Linked DNA regions of Mus musculus: regions 2 and 3 are each linked to region 1. Evidence: chromatin contacts called from public HiChIP or PLAC-seq and promoter capture Hi-C data. All regions are on one chromosome and are shown on one strand. Each heading gives the region's core, a stretch centred on a gene start, on an enhancer-like site or on the middle of the called end of the contact. The rest is flanking DNA. Distances are from core to core; before and after follow the strand shown. Region 1 holds the start of Cul7 (cullin 7). Region 2 holds the start of Bicral (BRD4 interacting chromatin remodeling complex associated protein like). Region 3 overlaps Cul9 (cullin 9).

Evidence for each region. HiChIP or PLAC-seq counts read pairs in DNA pulled down with a chosen protein or histone mark. Capture Hi-C pulls out chosen DNA fragments and counts their contacts.
Region 2: a contact with region 1 is called in a promoter capture Hi-C map of adipose tissue. The contact joins the promoter of Bicral here to the promoter of Cul7 in region 1. A contact is called at or near these places in 1 of 39 promoter capture datasets (embryonic stem cells), 3 of 115 datasets of contacts at active chromatin or transcription factors (double positive thymocytes and embryonic stem cells) and 3 of 9 other capture datasets (adipose tissue, liver and pancreatic islet).
Region 3: a contact with region 1 is called in an H3K27ac HiChIP or PLAC-seq map of microglia, with 4 times the contacts expected there. The contact joins the enhancer-like site here to the promoter of Cul7 in region 1. A contact is called at or near these places in 6 of 39 promoter capture datasets (the 3T3-L1 cell line, the C10 cell line, embryonic stem cells and 2 more), 15 of 484 Hi-C or Micro-C datasets (the Ba/F3 cell line, the G1E-ER4 cell line, the HPC-7 cell line and 7 more), 17 of 115 datasets of contacts at active chromatin or transcription factors (the HPC-7 cell line, bone marrow-derived macrophages, craniofacial prominence and 12 more) and 3 of 9 other capture datasets (adipose tissue, liver and pancreatic islet).

What each region holds. Positions count from the first base shown.
Region 1 is chr17:46,648,632-46,651,830 of GRCm38.p6, forward strand. It overlaps Cul7 (cullin 7), which reads left to right and starts at 1,707. Exons shown (of 26, transcript NM_025611.5): 1 at 1,707-2,084; 2 at 2,806-3,199. The coding sequence starts at 2,814. It overlaps Mrpl2 (mitochondrial ribosomal protein L2), which reads left to right. Exons shown (of 7, transcript NM_025302.4): 5 at 28-138; 6 at 404-477; 7 at 1,253-1,501. The coding sequence ends at 1,465.
Region 2 is chr17:46,829,922-46,833,120 of GRCm38.p6, forward strand. It overlaps Bicral (BRD4 interacting chromatin remodeling complex associated protein like), which reads right to left and starts at 1,492. Exons shown (of 11, transcript NM_001100452.1): 1 at 1,030-1,492; 2 at 144-192; 3 at 1-59. The coding sequence starts at 1,070.
Region 3 is chr17:46,519,249-46,522,447 of GRCm38.p6, forward strand. It overlaps Cul9 (cullin 9), which reads right to left. Exons shown (of 41, transcript NM_001081335.2): 19 at 2,872-3,047; 20 at 2,603-2,736; 21 at 2,088-2,267; 22 at 1,793-1,908; 23 at 1,525-1,707; 24 at 1,234-1,394; 25 at 764-992; 26 at 497-683. Among named protein-coding and RNA genes, the nearest start is that of Dnph1, 24 kb to the left of the region's middle. Within about 2 kb of position 1,488, at least 34 of the 459 cell types and tissues checked have an H3K27ac peak or open chromatin away from gene starts, as enhancers often do. A contact at or near this core is called in bone marrow-derived macrophages, differentiating embryonic stem cells, microglia and 2 more, where this site is marked.

The sequences.
Region 1 (3,199 bases), core at 457-2,956:
TTGTGCTGATGAGATCCTGTTTTCTAGTGGCCGCCCAGGAGGGGGATGCACATCCACTTGGGGCGCTGCCTGTGGGGACCCTCATCAACAACGTAGAGAGCGAGCCTGGCCGGGGAGCCCAGTATATCCGAGCTGCAGGTATGGGCACAAAAGCTACACACATCCCACAATTGGGATAGCACTATTCTGGGAACCCTTTAGACTCACATCTGTTCCAGGACAGGAAGAAACAAACAATGAGAGGATCAATCTGTGCTTTGTTTTAGCCTAGATCATAGTGTATGATCTTCTGTGTTTCATGTGCCCCCCCAAGGGCAAAGGAAGGGTGGCATGTGGCCTCAGATCCCCATGGAAACCTCCCTCTGATTTGTGGAAGGTGGCCAAGCTGTTTCCCCTTCCCCAGGGACATGCGGTGTGCTGCTTCGGAAGGTGAACGGGACAGCCATTATCCAGCTGCCCTCGAAGAGGCAAATGCAGGTGTGTATGGGCACAGATGGGAGGGGTCAGCAAAGAAGGAAGTTTTGGCCGGGCAGTGGTGACGCATGCCTTTAATCCCAGCACTTGGGAGGCAGAGGCAGGTGGATTTCTGAGTTCAAGGCCAGCTTGGTCTACAGAGTGAGTTCCAGGACAGCCAGGGCTACACAGAGAAACCCTACCTCAAAAAACAAAAAGAAAAAGAGAAGGAAGTTTTAGAATGTCCCTCAGTGTCTCCCAAGTGTTTATGATGCCAGGCAGTGCCTCCCTCTGTGTCTGCTCTGTTTCTGCTACCTGACTAAGCATGCCATATCAGGCTGGAACTTTAGAGTCGAGATGCCCTTCCCAGCCAGGCCGGGCCATCCGTGTCTGTAACCCCAGCATCCCAGACACTGAGGCAAAAGAAGCAAGCCACCTAGGCTTTCTCAAAAAACCAGAAAAAGACGTAGGTTGAACCACCAGGTTGGAACTGGCTTTTAATCCCATCTCTCAAGAGTCAGAGGCAGGGGTGTCTTGGTGCAGTGCCAGGTCAGCCAAGACTACATACCTTCCCAGACCCTGACTCCAAAAGAAAACCACAGACACAAACATAGATATGGGGAGTCTTTTCCTTAACTTTTAATTCATTGTTGGACCCACGTTTATATTCTAATGTTTTGTGTTTCTCCCTTCTCCCGTCCCTCATTGAGTGTAAGAAGTCACCCAGAGTAGTGTTCCCAACACTGCCCTGCCAGCCTCGTGTCCCCACCGGTGCGTTCTTGTCTGCTTCTCTTGTCAGGTGCTGGAGTCATGCACTGCAACTGTAGGCCGAGTATCCAACGTTAACCATAACCAGCGGGTCATCGGCAAGGCAGGAAGGAACCGCTGGCTGGGCAAGAGGCCTAACAGTGGGCTGTGGCAACGCAAGGGAGGCTGGGCCGGCCGAAAGATTCGGCCACTACCACCCATGAAGAGTTATGTGAAGCTGCCCTCCGCTGCTGCCCAAAACTGATTGCCCTGGACTCTAATAAAATGTCTCTTGTTTTTATCTCTTACTACCTTTTCACTTGGGAGGGCGCGGTACAGAATGGACAAGAAGTAAACAGGGATAGAGGGAAGAGGATGGAAAAACGGATGGGGAGGGGGCAGAAATGACCTCCAAGGTCCTATCCAGTTCTGGCTTTGGGAAATGGGAAGGCACTTCCGGCAGCAGGAAGGAGGACTAAGAGGAAGAGGAAAGGGCGGTGCAGGACTGGAGGGCTGCGTCGTCCAGGTGGCACCCGCTACTCCGCCCGCTGATGGCCCCCGGCCCCCAGCTTTCCGCTAAATCAGGCGGAAGCGAGCGGTGGCTGGAGCAGGCGGCGGAGCCTCGGAGCGCCTGGAGCACCAGCCAGGACTAGGCTCCACCCTGCAGCAGGCAGTGCGCCGGCGCGCCTCGGAGGCCTCTGCTGGTCACGCCCTCTGCCCGCCTGTCTCCTGCAGAGGCACGCCCCCTCCTCTGCGCCTAGACCCCTTCAGGGGGCCCAGGCGGGGCCCAAACACTCGCCAGCGCCGCAGCCGCCATCGTGTTCCGCGCGTCCCTAGCTCTGCAAAGGACAGGCCTCGCGCCAGGATCCCGGCGGACTTCTGAGGTGGCCAGAGCCCCACCGCAGCCCCTGCCCCTATTCTGGGCTTCCGATCGACCGCGGAGCCTCGCGTCTCCTTCCCAACCGTGCTTCGGGACTATCCTTTACTGGGCCTACCTCCCCATCCTATCCCACCACGCCCTTTCCGGACCTTCTCGGGTCTTGATTCCCATCCACCAAGCCTCGCGCCGCTTATCCATCGGACCCCTGATGCACCCTTCTCCCGGCCTCGCGCCTCTGGTCATGGATGTCTCCCATACCTTCCCCTTCTCCCAGCCCATCGTGCTTTGCTGATGGCCATTTCTGTGCCCTTTCCTTTGGGCCTCACAATCCAGTGCTTCAATTTAGAGACCGCATCCCCCTCCGACACAGTTCTGGGCCCCCACACACCCGTTTCCCTAAATTACTTTTATCTGTCCCAGGACCTTGGGCTTCATTTGTAAATCCAACACTGCTCTATGCCACTGCCCTTCCGGGTGTTCCGAACCAAACCCACTCGAGGCTGCGAGCCTTAGAGACCTCTTAGCTCCAATATTTTGCTCTTGAATAACAAACTCCGCAATGTTCTTCTGTCCAGTCCAGGTCTCACCGGCCGAAGCAGGCCCAACTTTACCCCACCCAGAATAACAGCTGTTGCTGCTTTCGCTCCTCCAACTCCTGGATGCCCTTGTTTTCTGACCTCCCTCTCACTCTAGCTTGCCTTTTCTCTCTTCCTTGTGTGTCTCAGGTGCCACGATGGTAGGGGAGCTACGATACAGGGAATTCAGGGTGCCCCTGGGGCCTGGCTTGCACGCGTATCCGGATGAATTGATCCGCCAACGGGTTGGCCATAATGGGCACCCCGAGTATCAGATCCGCTGGCTCATCCTCAGGCGCGGGGATGATGGGGACCGGGACTCTACAGTGGACTGCAAGGCTGAGCATATCCTGTTATGGATGTCTGACGATGAGATCTATGCCAACTGCCACAAGATGCTGGGCGAGAATGGCCAAGTCATCGCACCTTCCCGGGAGTCCACTGAGGCAGGGGCCCTCGACAAGTCTGTGCTGGGGGAGATGGAAACAGATGTGAAGTCCTTGATTCAGAGGGCCCTTCGGCAGCTGGAGGAGTGCGTGGGCAC
Region 2 (3,199 bases), core at 242-2,741, 180 kb after region 1:
GCGAAAATTGAATTAGAATTGGCTGCAGAATACCCTGCGTTCGTCACATCATCGCTGCCCTGCAGAGGGGGAATTCAACATGGCAGTTACTGCAGGGCTTGGAGAGACAAAAGCCGAGCCTGAGACACTTGTCTGTCACTTACCGATTTACTGCTAGGTCCGTGCAGAAAATAGTTCAATGCTTGTGGGTCTCTAGAAAAGAAGGAAGTGAGAGAGTGAAACAAGTAAGTACTGCTACTTCTACGTAAATAGCTGCTGATAGTTATATAAGGCAAAAAGAAACGAAACACTAGCTCCAGTGAAATCTCTCCATTTTAAACCATTTTCTACACTTCTGTCTCTGGGAAGCGCCTACTGCTTCAGTCCTGGGGGGTGAACTTGGACCTTGCCCTTGCTTGGTGAGCTAAAAATAAAACTAAGCAACACCCTGGCCTGCCATCCCCAGACTTACTAAAAAAAATAACAAGTAAAACCAAAAGGAATGGGTTGCTGAGTTATGACCTGTGTGTAAAACTACCTTTCTGTGGCAGTTAAGAGCACTGACTGCTCTTCCTGATGTCCTGAGTTCAAATCCCAGCAACCACATGGTGGCTCACAACCATCTGTATGTGATCTGATGCCCTCTTCTGAAGACAATGACAGTGTACTTTATACATAAAATAAATAAAATCTTATTTATTTGTTTATTTATTTATTTTTGTTTTCTGAGACAGGGTTTCTCTGTGTAGCCCTGGCTGTCCTGGAACTCACTCTGTAGACCAGGCTGGCCTCAAACTCAGAAATCTGCCTGCCTCTGCCTCTGCCTCCCAAGTGCTGGGATTAAAGGTGTGTGCCACCACTGCCTGGTATAACAAAATCTTAGTACAAACAAACAAACACACAAACTCTCTGTGCTAGTTATTGCTGTAACCATGGTAAAGTATTATTTTTTATTTTAAAAGGCCAGGAGCTTAAGATAGCTACAGAGCTCTTTCTACTCCTCACACCTCACACGAGCGGTCCACCCTGGGCCCCACAGGAGCATCTTACCCAATAAGATCGAGGAGACAGGAGTCATCGTCATCATCCATGACAACTGCAAGGAGAGAGGGAGGGAGGCAGTGAGTCGGAGCAGGGCGGCCAGCAATATGGATGCAGTGGAGCACGCTGAGCCTCCACACAACTGTCAGCACGGGAGCTTTCCCTAGTCACCTATCAAGCCTACCATGGGAAAAATGTTGTGGCTGGTGGGCACAGTGTCATTTGCCAGTAGTCCTGGCCACTCAGGTAGGACTCAGTAAGGAAGGGAACTTGAGTCCAAGAGTTCAAGGTCAGCCTGGACAATAGCAAGACCGCAGCTCATAAGTAAATAAACAAATAGCCAAGCAAGCCAGACACACTGGCAAACACCTTGATCCCAGGAGTTGGAAGGCAGAGACAGGAGGATCAGGAGGTGAAGGCTACCCTTGCCTACATGACAAGGTTGAGGCCAGCCTGGGCTACATGAGACCCCATGTCAAAAACAAAAAACAAAAACAAAAACAAAAACAAAAACAAAAGGTGCCAGGCGTAGTGGCGCACGCCTTTAATCCCAGCACTCGGGAGGCAGAGGCAGAGGCAGGCGGATTTCTGAGTTTGAGGCCAGCCTGGTCTACAAAGTGAGTTCCAGGACAGCCAGGGCTACACAGAGAAACCCTGTCTCGAAAAACAACAACAACAACAAAAAGGTAGAAATATGTGAAATTAACAGTTACTTGAATACATTTTTGACTTAAATTGTTTCTCCTATAAATCAGTTTCAACATAGAGGTCCAAAGAGTTTAGACACATCTAAGATAGCTGCAGCCACCGGCCACATGCAGATTCCCGAGAGAGACCATGAAGGAGGACTTATGCCATCAAACGTAGAATGAGTAAGGGCAGAGACAAAATTTTGCTTTAGGAAAGCTCTCAGATTCTGAAGTCCTTCAGGGTTGTGACCGGATGCGTCTAAACACTGAGAGCAACTCCGACTTCTCAACGTATTTTGGTGATCTTTGGGAAGGCAGAATGCGGGTTCTCCCCACATTTGGAGACAGACCAGGAGGCCCTGTGGTGCAAGCCATACAGGCTCTGGTCGTGGGCCTTGGGTGCTTCCCAGTGCAGAAATACTGTCCAAGTTCAATGCCGAATAGTCCATAGCTGGACCAGGAATGTTTAAAGTAGAAACTGCAGCCCAAGTTCTCCCCACTGCAGCTCGGAGCTCCCTCTCTCTGCCTGCAGCAGCCACAAGCATGGCCAGCACAGCTCTGGCCCAGACTGTAACAACTGAACAAATTCCAGCCGTGGTTCTCCCCCGAGAGCCAGTCAACTTACACTAGTGACCCGACACCTGGCAACCCTGCTTCTCACCCATTTCAAGCCATGCGTGGAATAATTTACATCACAGAACACCAGGGCCAAGAGTTCTGGAGCAGTTGGAAAGGGCAGTTGTGAACGGCAGTTGGACGCAGGAATGAAATCCTGAAGAGATGCCCAGAGGAGGGGCATACCCAGAAAAGGCAGAGGGAAGGGTGAGTCTTAAGGAGAGATTTTTCTCTGTTCAAACTTCCTTCTCCCATTAGTTCCTCCAAACCAATCATAAGGCCTAACAGCTGTGGTATTCCCTCCTGCCACGGGGAAGGACACTTTCTCTACTCTAGAAGAATGTGGAAGGGTAAGTTTCCTGATGTGGGACCCTCCTGTAGGTGGCTGGATTCGAAGGGTTGCGGAGTGACTGGGCTGATTATAATCCACTGAGCAGAGTGCAGGGTGGGGAGAGAGGATGGGTGAGGGAGAAGGAAGGAGAGTGGGATACATGAAGCAGAAGCTGTTGGCTACTGAAGCTAAGAGCAGCCAGCCATGAGAAATGGGCTCTTTAGGACCCAGGCAGGAGTCATTTGAGGTCACATTGGCACCAATGTTCCTGCACACATGACTTTTGAAAACAAGACTGGGAAGGAAACAGGAAAACTATCATCAACTGGGTATGCTGGATTTGTTACACAAGCCAGGCATGGTGACGAGGTGACATCTGTATTTTCAGCCCTTGGGAGGCAGAGGCAGAAGGCCTGATGCAAGTTTAAGGACAGCCTGGTCTACCTAATGAGTACCAGGACAGCCTAGGCTACATACGAACCTGCCTCAAACAAATGCCACAAAACAGAAGCTATGTCCTGATTACAAGCATTAGCCACAGCTC
Region 3 (3,199 bases), core at 238-2,737, 130 kb before region 1:
AGAAGCCTGCTAGGTACTGGAATGTTCTGCCTCTTGACCTAGGAGACCACCTTGATCATGGCTGCATAGAGGTATATAAACTCATTGAGCCTTCTACTGAATACTACTTATATACTAATACAAATGTAGAAAACAAAAACAAAATCAAAACAAAACAAAAAACCCAAACAAACCCAAAGCCATAGGATGTGGCTAAAATGATGGGGATGAATAGCCTTCAATATTTTTATTTGGAAAGATGTCTCCATGACTGGAAACGAAGTGGGCAGACAATGTGAAGACAGAAAACGCAAACAGAACTGGTACCCAGGATGCTGAAGAAGAGAGCAAGCATCCACGTGACTATTCTCACTCTTCTGCACCCTCCCACAAGACACTGCCCAACCTAGCACGACTCTGGTCCTATGTGCACACTCCTGCCTGGTGGCCTCTCCTTTTCCTCTGCTGCCACCCGGGACACATCTCAAGCTCCAGCTTCCTGTCCCCAGCTCCTCACTGTGGCTGTAGAAGCTGGAGAAGCGCTCCAGGGCATCGCAGAGCTCCGCCTGTAGGTGCTTTCTGGGGTGGTGCAGATAGCACAGTGGGGAGACCGGCCAGCAGCGCGGTGACAGGACCAGGACGGAAATGGCTGGTCCTGGGTCTGTAAAGAGTTCTCTTCCAGTCTCCTGTCCCTCATCATCTTCCTGGGGAGTGAGAGGAACCCATGAGCTTTCTTAGTGGGTCTGTGCTCTCTGCCTGCCGCTCTCTCCTCCCTGACCCTCACCTCCACTTTCTCTGGCCTCCATTCCTCCTGGTCTCCCTGCTCCAAGAGCTGCCTGTCGAGCTGCTGCAGCTGGAAGAGGTGGAAGCGATGCTGCAGCTCCTCTGAGGTGTGCAGGCTTTGCAGCATCAGCTGCGGGAGGCGGTTGGGGAAGCAGGGACCGATCTGCTCCAGCACAGCCCCCTCCAGCCAGCTCGAGCCCAAGCTCAGGAGACGGTCAGCCATGTAATGCCTGCAGCGCACACAGCCAGCCCAGGTCTCAGTGTGGGCGTCAGCATGGCCCAGGCCCAGCCTTCTCCTCCTAAAGGTGAGTCTGTGTTGCAGCTCACATTAGTTACATCCCTACCAGCACCTGGCTCCCACCATGGCTTAACTTCCCCAGGCCTCCTGCCTCATCTCCCCTTAACCCTCCATCCGTCCCCTTCTCTGGCCTCTAAGCCTCCTGTCCCCGACCTCTCCAGAATGCAACTCACTGATAGAAGTGCTCAAACGTCGTGGCCAGCTCTAGGCCAGAAAGGACCATGATGGGCTCTAGGTGCCGCTGGAGCCGCCCCAGCATCCCCACTCCAGCCGCTCCGCCAAGCAAACCACCGTGGATTTGTTGGTCAATGTGCCTAGCAAACTGTTCGCTTATCTGGGGACAACGGAATGGGATTCAGACAAGCAGCGTAAGAGGGTTAGAGAGGGGAAGGGAAGGAGGGGAAACGGAAGGGGAGGAGATGGTACAGGGCAACAGCTGGGGCCTGGAGCTTGGCAGGACTCACGTGAGCAGCCGTGAGGAAGGACTGCTGCAGCAGAGCTCCGGAGAAGCCACTGCGCAGAGCCAGAGTGAAGGCTGCCCGCGGCCCGAACAGCTCTGAGCCCGCGCTTTGCAAGCGTTGATAGAGACTACAGTAACGGGGCACAAAGTCTGAGGCCCTCCAGGCTGCGGCCAGGAATCTGCTGACCTGAAGTGATAGAGTAAGAAGTGACACAAGGGAATGCCTGCTTGTGTTCCGTTCTGCCTGCCTGCCAGGGCTTGCATCTGCCTACCTGTCCCTGCACCACACTCAGCCAGCACTGGGTGAGGTTCCGAAGGCTGGTGCTGGGACAGACCGGAGTAGGTGCCGGTGTGGGGCTTCCATCCTGACCCTTACTGTTCTTGCTGACTGTGGAAACAAGAGGGCAGAGGAGCTGTGTCACTCTGGCCTCTGAGTGGGCCCTGGGTCTTCAGTGTTTATCTCCTGGAAAGGTCACAGAGTTCCGGAGTTCCTAGAGAGGCAGAGGAGGAAGGAGCCTCATAGCCCCACAGCACAGACTCTCAGCCCAACAGGGGCACTGGACTCACGGGGCTGCGAGGATGGCTCAGGAGAAGGCCCAGGAGGGGCTTCCACATGTACCAGCAAGTGGCACAGGCGCCGAACTTGGGAAGCAAAGGAAGCTGCAGGACCCTGGCGGCTCCGCGTACTCTCCCTGTGTTCCAGGTACTGGTCCAGCAGCCACCCCAGGGAGCTCACACCTCCTGCATCTGAAAAAGACAGGTCAGGAATGGGTGTCTGTGAAGTGGGCTGACCGAGGAGCAAGGCGCAGGTTCAGTTAGACAGAAAAGATTTGAGGGAGGCAGAGCCCACAGCTGGCTTCAGCCAGAGCCCAGGGACATGGCGACAGGGCAGGGCTGGTGCGGAGGGGGAGATTCAAATACCAGTGTCCGGGGTGTCCTGGGGTGGGAAGGAGAGAGGAACATCGAAGAGTGAACAGGCCAATGAGGGGACAAATCCAGGAGCCAAGAGAACCAAGAACATCAACACAGGTGACCCCTGAGGATTGTGAGGAGATGGGTGTGGGCCGGGTGTGGGTGGTTACCGGGAGACGTGATGTTCTGCACCAGGGGGCTGACCAGCGCCTCCCAGCAGGTCTTGCCCAGTGCTTGGGCGGCCTCGTCATCAGGGAGAAAGCGATCGGCAAAATTCTGTTCATGGCGCAAAACTCTGTTCAGTCTGGAAATAAAAAGTACATGGCCGGATTAAAGGCGGACTCCCTCACCCCTCACTGCTCAGCTGCCAACAGCATCTCTATGGCCCCTACTTCTTACAGTGTCAGTCCCTGGCTGGTCCCTCCTGAGCTGTACCCACCTCGGATAGAGCTGTAGGAGGCGCTGGCGGTCCTCTGCAATGTCCCGGCTCCATGCTTGTGCCCGAATTGTGTAGAAGAGACAAGTACGTCGGCATAGTTGCTCCCGGAACAATGGCCAGAATGTGGGCTTGGGGCCCAGCACCTCCACACCCCGAACCCGAGTGTCGATACCACCCTGCAGGGTACACAGACTTGTTATCTATGTCACCTCTCCGGAGCCACTGCGAACTCCAAAGCCAAGCTGCACACCTGGAAGTCCCAAGAGTCTCCTGGGACTCCCAGGTCTCCAGGCTGCCCCCAGGCTACCCAAGGAGGAACTCTGGCTAA